Linked DNA regions of Mus musculus: region 1 is linked to region 2. A link is a contact called in public Micro-C data. All regions are on one chromosome and are shown on one strand. The core of a region is the stretch at or near the end of the contact, and the rest is flanking DNA. Distances in the headings are between cores, read along the strand shown. Region 1 holds the start of B3gat2 (beta-1,3-glucuronyltransferase 2 (glucuronosyltransferase S)). Region 2 overlaps Rims1 (regulating synaptic membrane exocytosis 1).

Region 1 (2,700 bases), core at 94-2,593, 1.2 Mb after region 2:
TTGTTGTTGTTGTTTGCTTAAACGCTCACCCTGAGAAAGCCTCAGCGCTACCTTGGGATTCAAACACCCAATGTAGTCACCGGCTGGCTAATAAATGCTTTATATATTTGCTTCAACCCAAGTCGGAGCAGTCTTCTCTAGTGACTACCCCACAACATAAGAGAGTAGTTGTGAAAATTCACAGGTGCGCAGTGCCAGACACCGAACCCAAGATGCAGGACACAGCCACGTGAAGGTGGAGGATCTGCCCCAGCGTGCTGCTTGTTCCTCAGGAACATAGTCAAAAGGATTTTCATGCGACAGAGAAAGTCGGGTTGCGGAGGAAAACGGAATCAGAAATGATTCATTGGGGGTGGGGGTGCTTTCCTCAGACTCCCTGGAATGTGCTTGGAATGAGAACAGCCTGGGGTTCGTTCGGCTAATAGATTCTCTATATATGAGAGGGTCTTCCAGGTATTTCCGCTTGCCATCCTCTGACCCACTTGATCTGATGGCATCACCTAGGAAGACCGGTCACTCACAGCCAGGCTGTGCTGATGATGTGCAGTGAAGAGGCAGTGGGTTCTATCCAGGACGCCCACGTTCTATTTCCACTAAGTCAGTTACCACTGACCTCAGGAAATTCCCTTAAGTCTCCATCTTCTGCTCCTTCATCCAGAAAATGAAGGTGATTCCACCTCCAAAGCCTCCTTGAAAGGATTACAGGGATGGTCCTGGGGGATAATTCCTGTGCCTGCAAACTGGGAAGGCTCCAACATGAACAAAAGCAAGTTACACATACTCAGCCGGAGTTGTCAAAATGTCCCCCACAGATCCAACTGTGGCCGAGCAGTTGCGATTGATTCCTTGGAATGGGCTGGCACACATGCCAGACACCTATGTGCGGCACCCCCTCCATCTCTGTGGGATTCTATTGATTTCTGCCTTTCAAGAGAAAGTGGTTCTCTTTGCTGAGGTTCTGTACACCAACCCTCAAGCCAGGGAAGGACCGCTTTGTCCCCTCCCTCTTTCTCCTTCTGCCCTCTTTAGGACTCCGGACTTGTCACACGTGAATGGGTTTCCTTGGCTGATCTCCAAAGACCCTGCAGCAGTTCAGTGAGCTGAACCCTGGGGCGATCTGAAAACAGCACCCACCACCTCCACACACACACACACACACACACACACACACACACACACACACCCCAGGCAGAGGTCGCGCAACCCAGCAGAGATCCTCCTCCCTCCCCCTGCCTCTGCCCGCAGGCAGCGCCTGGTGCCACCGGGCTCAGACCCCGCAGAGAGCCTTGGCCCTTCCCGCCTCCGCCCCGCAGCCCCTCTCCGCCAGTAGCAGCGCTGCTATCTTCCCACCGGAGCACTAGGAGGACGCCCGAGTCTGCAGCGCCCCCGCCCCCTCGCTTTTTCTTTCTTTCCCTGCTTTGGGATCTTGCTGTCTGGAGCCGGGAGAGGTTCCGAGAAGGAGAGAGCGGCACAGGTTTCTGCCGCGGCGCTCGAACGGGAGCTTAGGGACGCAGCATCCTCGGTGTCCACCCGGGATCGCAGCTGCACCGGCCGACATGTGACGGAGGAAAGCCCTCAGCATTCCCGGCAACCGCCTTCAAAGGGGTCCCGGAACGCTCGCCCAGGCCAGCAGCTGGATCCTCTTAGCCCTCAGCGACGCGGGACAGGAGCGGCAAGGTACAACGCCTGGTACGTTCCAGGCTCGCACTCGGGAAAAGAGCGCAGCGGGGACCGCCGCCTGGCTTGCACTCGGCACAACTCCGGGACCTGCGGAGTGCGGCTGGACCGTGTCCAGATTCCCGCCGACTTCATCCAGAGTGACCCAAGACCCTAGCCGGTCCTCCTGCACCCCCTGGAGTTCTAGCTTGCCCTGCATCTGCGCCGACCCCACAACGCCCAGGTCCCCGCAACGCCCCAGTCCGGAAGGGGAGCGCGCTTGCGGCTTCTCCCTGATTGCAGACGCTGCCGCTGTCCTAACTGCACACAGAGGTCCCCTACCCGGAGCCTAGTCCTTGCAGGGGGTGGTGTCCGAGACGCTGGGGAGCGCGCACCATGAAGTCCGCGCTGTGCAGCCGCTTCTTCATCCTCCTGCCCTGGATCCTGATTGTCATCATCATGTTGGACGTGGACCCCCGCAGGCCCGCGCCCCAACTCACTTCCCGTCCCTACTTCTCTCCCCATGCAGTGGGCTGCGGGGGCTCCCGAGTCCCGCTCCGACGGAGTAGCCCCGGGCGTGACGCTGCCGAGAAGCGGAACGAGTCTCGGCCTCAGCTGCAGCCGGAGCCGCGCTTGCCCACCATCTATGCCATCACACCCACCTACAGTCGCCCGGTGCAGAAAGCCGAGCTCACTCGCCTGGCCAACACCTTCCGCCAGGTGGCGCAGTTGCACTGGATCCTGGTGGAGGACCGGGCGACGCGCAGCGAGCTGGTGAGCAGCTTCCTAGCTCGGGCCGGCCTGCCCAACACGCACCTGCATGTGCCCACGCCGCGGCGCTACAAGCGACCGTGGCTGCCGCGCGCCACCGAACAGCGCAACGCGGGCCTCGCCTGGCTGCGCCAGAGGCATCAGCATCAGAGCGCGCAACCCGGCGTGCTCTTCTTCGCCGACGATGACAACACGTACAGTCTGGAGCTCTTCCAGGAGGTAGTGGTCCAGCGCCGATGGTGGGGTGTAGGGTGTGTGTGGGGGGGAGGGGGG
Region 2 (2,700 bases), core at 100-2,599:
TGCAGAGGGCACAGGTGCAATCTGTATCAAGAGTATGAGAAAGCAAGATTAATTTTTAAATAAAATATACTATATTTAGTCTGTAATATAGTACTGTCTAGAAGTTATAAATTATGGGAGGGTGAAACCTGAAAGAATAGCCCTACCCAAATACAAACACATTGCTAAACTCACAGAAAACCCAATACTATCAGAAGGAAGTTAGTTACCACCAAAGTTAGAACTGTAGTCAGCTTTATCTGAATGAACAGCATTACAATGCGAATACCAGCCGCCAAGAGATTTGTGTGATTATAATTTTAAACTGAAGCATTTCCTAGACCAGCACTTTTTAATACTTTTTGAACATTTGAATTATAGTTGGTGAGATTAAGGAAGTGAATGGTTAAATTTATTTAACTTCAGTTAATTTAAGCCTAAATAGTTATACATGACTATAAGACTGAAAAATACTGACTTAGAGGGAAACGCCTATCATACTGTCTCAGTTACTTTGGAATGTGAATTTCATACCTCAAAATTACTATGCAAAACATAATATCATGTAATAACTCAAATAATATCATTTAGAATATATTCACAAATTTCAAGAAGGATCAATTTTTAAATCGAAAACTGTGCCTTTAGAAATTGAATATGTACAAAGAAGTTCTTTATATATAGTTGTCTATGGTATAAACAACTCATTTACATGCACAGTTGAGTTTTCTAGAAAACAAGTTATTCCCCGACAAATGCACACCAAAATAGTAACTTCAAAACGTTAAGATTGCACCTCTCAGTTCCCTGAATGACAGACAGGAAGCAAAATCAGTAAGAAACTTCTCACTCAAAACTGGAGCTGGCAGTGGCGGTTTGTTAAATACATTAAAAATAAATAAATAAATAAACAAACAAACAAACAAAAAAGTACAACCTTCCACAGTCTGCATTCCTACCCGAGTTCACCTCTAATCTTGGAACACAAACATCTTCACCTGCATCTCTGACCTCAGCACGTGGACCTCAAAAGCCAGTAGACTTGTGTCCACCGGAGGCCACGCGCCTCTAAGTGCGGCTCACAGGCATGCCTGAAGGGGGATGGAGGCGCCTGTGCGTCTGGTACGCAGGGACCTCGGAGCGCAGCATCTCTGCTGCAAACGTCCGGGAACATCACTCCCGCGCAGGTGCGCCTGGCACAGCGGTCCCCCAGCCCAGCATCTCCCGGCAGGCAGGCACTGGGCGCGCATCTCCACCTCCGAGCCGCGCTCACCTTTCTCGCTCACGCTCTCGCTCTCCAGCTCCACGTCCTCGCAGCTCGTGTACTCCGGCGTGGACACGCCCTCCTCCTCGGAGCTGCTCACCGACATCTGACGCCTCTTGCCTCCCCGCTTGGGCCGGTGTGGCTTGGGCGGGGATGGCCGCACCGACTCGGACTGATCGGAGCTCAGCGAGTCGTTCCGCAGCATGCTTTCCGCTTTCTCGCGCTTGGCCTTGCGCAGGAGCACAGCCGAGCCGGGGTCCAGGCGGCCCTGCTTACGGAGCGGCTCGGGGACGCGCGGTTCGGGCGGCTCTGCCGGACCCGGGGCTGGCCGCGGCGGCGGCGGCCCGTGCTCCGCGGGAGGCTGGGCAGCGGGCGCGCGTGCGCGCGGGGACTCCGGGGGAGAGACCCTGGCGGTGGTCTGCGCGCGCTTGCCCGCCGTGGTCTCGGCTGACACAGCGGCGGCAGCCTCGGTGTGCGGGAGCGCCACGTCGCTGTGGCGCCGCTCGTGCCTCGCTCGGGACACCCGGGCGTGCATGCGCATCTGCTGTTCCTCCAGCGGCGCCTTCACCGGGTAGCGAGCCAGGTTCGGGTCGCTGCGGTACCTAGTCTGATACTCCTCCTCCTTCCTCTGCTTTTCGTCTTCAGCCACCCTGCCATCCTCGCGTTTCTCGAGCCGGTCCGGGTAGTCCTGAGAGCGCCCTTTCTCCAGCCTGCGGGTTTCCCGCCTCTCCTTCCTCTCCCGTTCATCCGCGGTCCCTTCCCCGGGTTGCACCACAGACTTGGGGACACGTTTGCGCTCACTCTTCTGGCCTCCCTTGCCATTCTGCTCTGAAAGCCCTGGAGCCTTCTTCCTGTGATGCGCAGAGAACAGTTGATAAAATTTAAACAGCACACCAAGAAACATTCTTGTCTCAACATTCAAGCCCTAAATCAATTATTTCATATAATTAGTTCGAATCCCATGTCTACTTAAAATTTGAAGTCAAGAACCAGGTTAAATTTATGTACCAATTAAGATTGAAAAAGTGACCCTTTGCATTACAATAGAATCAAAAACTCCTTTTCACCTTTTAAAGTTTGAATTTAAATAAAAAGTTTTAATTCAATAGGAACAGTTTATGCTTGCATTCTTATGACTGAAAATATTTCACACAGAAATAATAGGTCAATAATAACATAAGATCTAAAGACGAGCTTACAGCAGCAAACGTTGCTTACATCACTACAAGATCAAATGTGTTTTCCATGCATGTATACTATGAACACTGCGTACTTATGATTCCTGATTATCAAGAAAACCTTTAGAATTACATGCGTGCTCACTTCAGAAATCAAATCTCTGATAACAGCAAACTAATTTTGATGTGATTATGCCTAAGCCCTTTTTATCATATTGTTAATCAGAAAACAATGTCTAAACCATACCTTATATTTTAACTTGCTCAAGTCACATCAAT

Evidence for each region. A called contact is a pair of places that touch in the nucleus more often than the background predicts.
Region 1: a Micro-C map of embryonic stem cells shows a contact between it and region 2, with 3 times the contacts expected there. The contact joins the promoter of B3gat2 here to the enhancer-like site in region 2. A contact is called at or near these places in 1 of 39 promoter capture datasets (liver), 1 of 484 Hi-C or Micro-C datasets (embryonic stem cells) and 2 of 115 datasets of contacts at active chromatin or transcription factors (embryonic forebrain and stem cell-derived neural progenitor cells).

The regions. Positions count from the first base shown.
Region 1 is chr1:23,760,583-23,763,282 of GRCm38.p6, forward strand. B3gat2 (beta-1,3-glucuronyltransferase 2 (glucuronosyltransferase S)) reads left to right here and starts at 1,344. Exons shown (of 4, transcript NM_172124.2): 1 at 1,344-2,646. The coding sequence starts at 2,053.
Region 2 is chr1:22,532,147-22,534,846 of GRCm38.p6, forward strand. Rims1 (regulating synaptic membrane exocytosis 1) reads right to left here. Exons shown (of 35, transcript NM_183018.4): 7 at 1,863-2,094; 8 at 1,253-1,328. Among named protein-coding and RNA genes, the nearest start is that of Rims1, 270 kb to the right of the region's middle. Within about 2 kb of position 1,350, at least 102 of the 459 cell types and tissues checked have an H3K27ac peak or open chromatin away from gene starts, as enhancers often do. A contact at or near this core is called in embryonic stem cells, where this site is marked.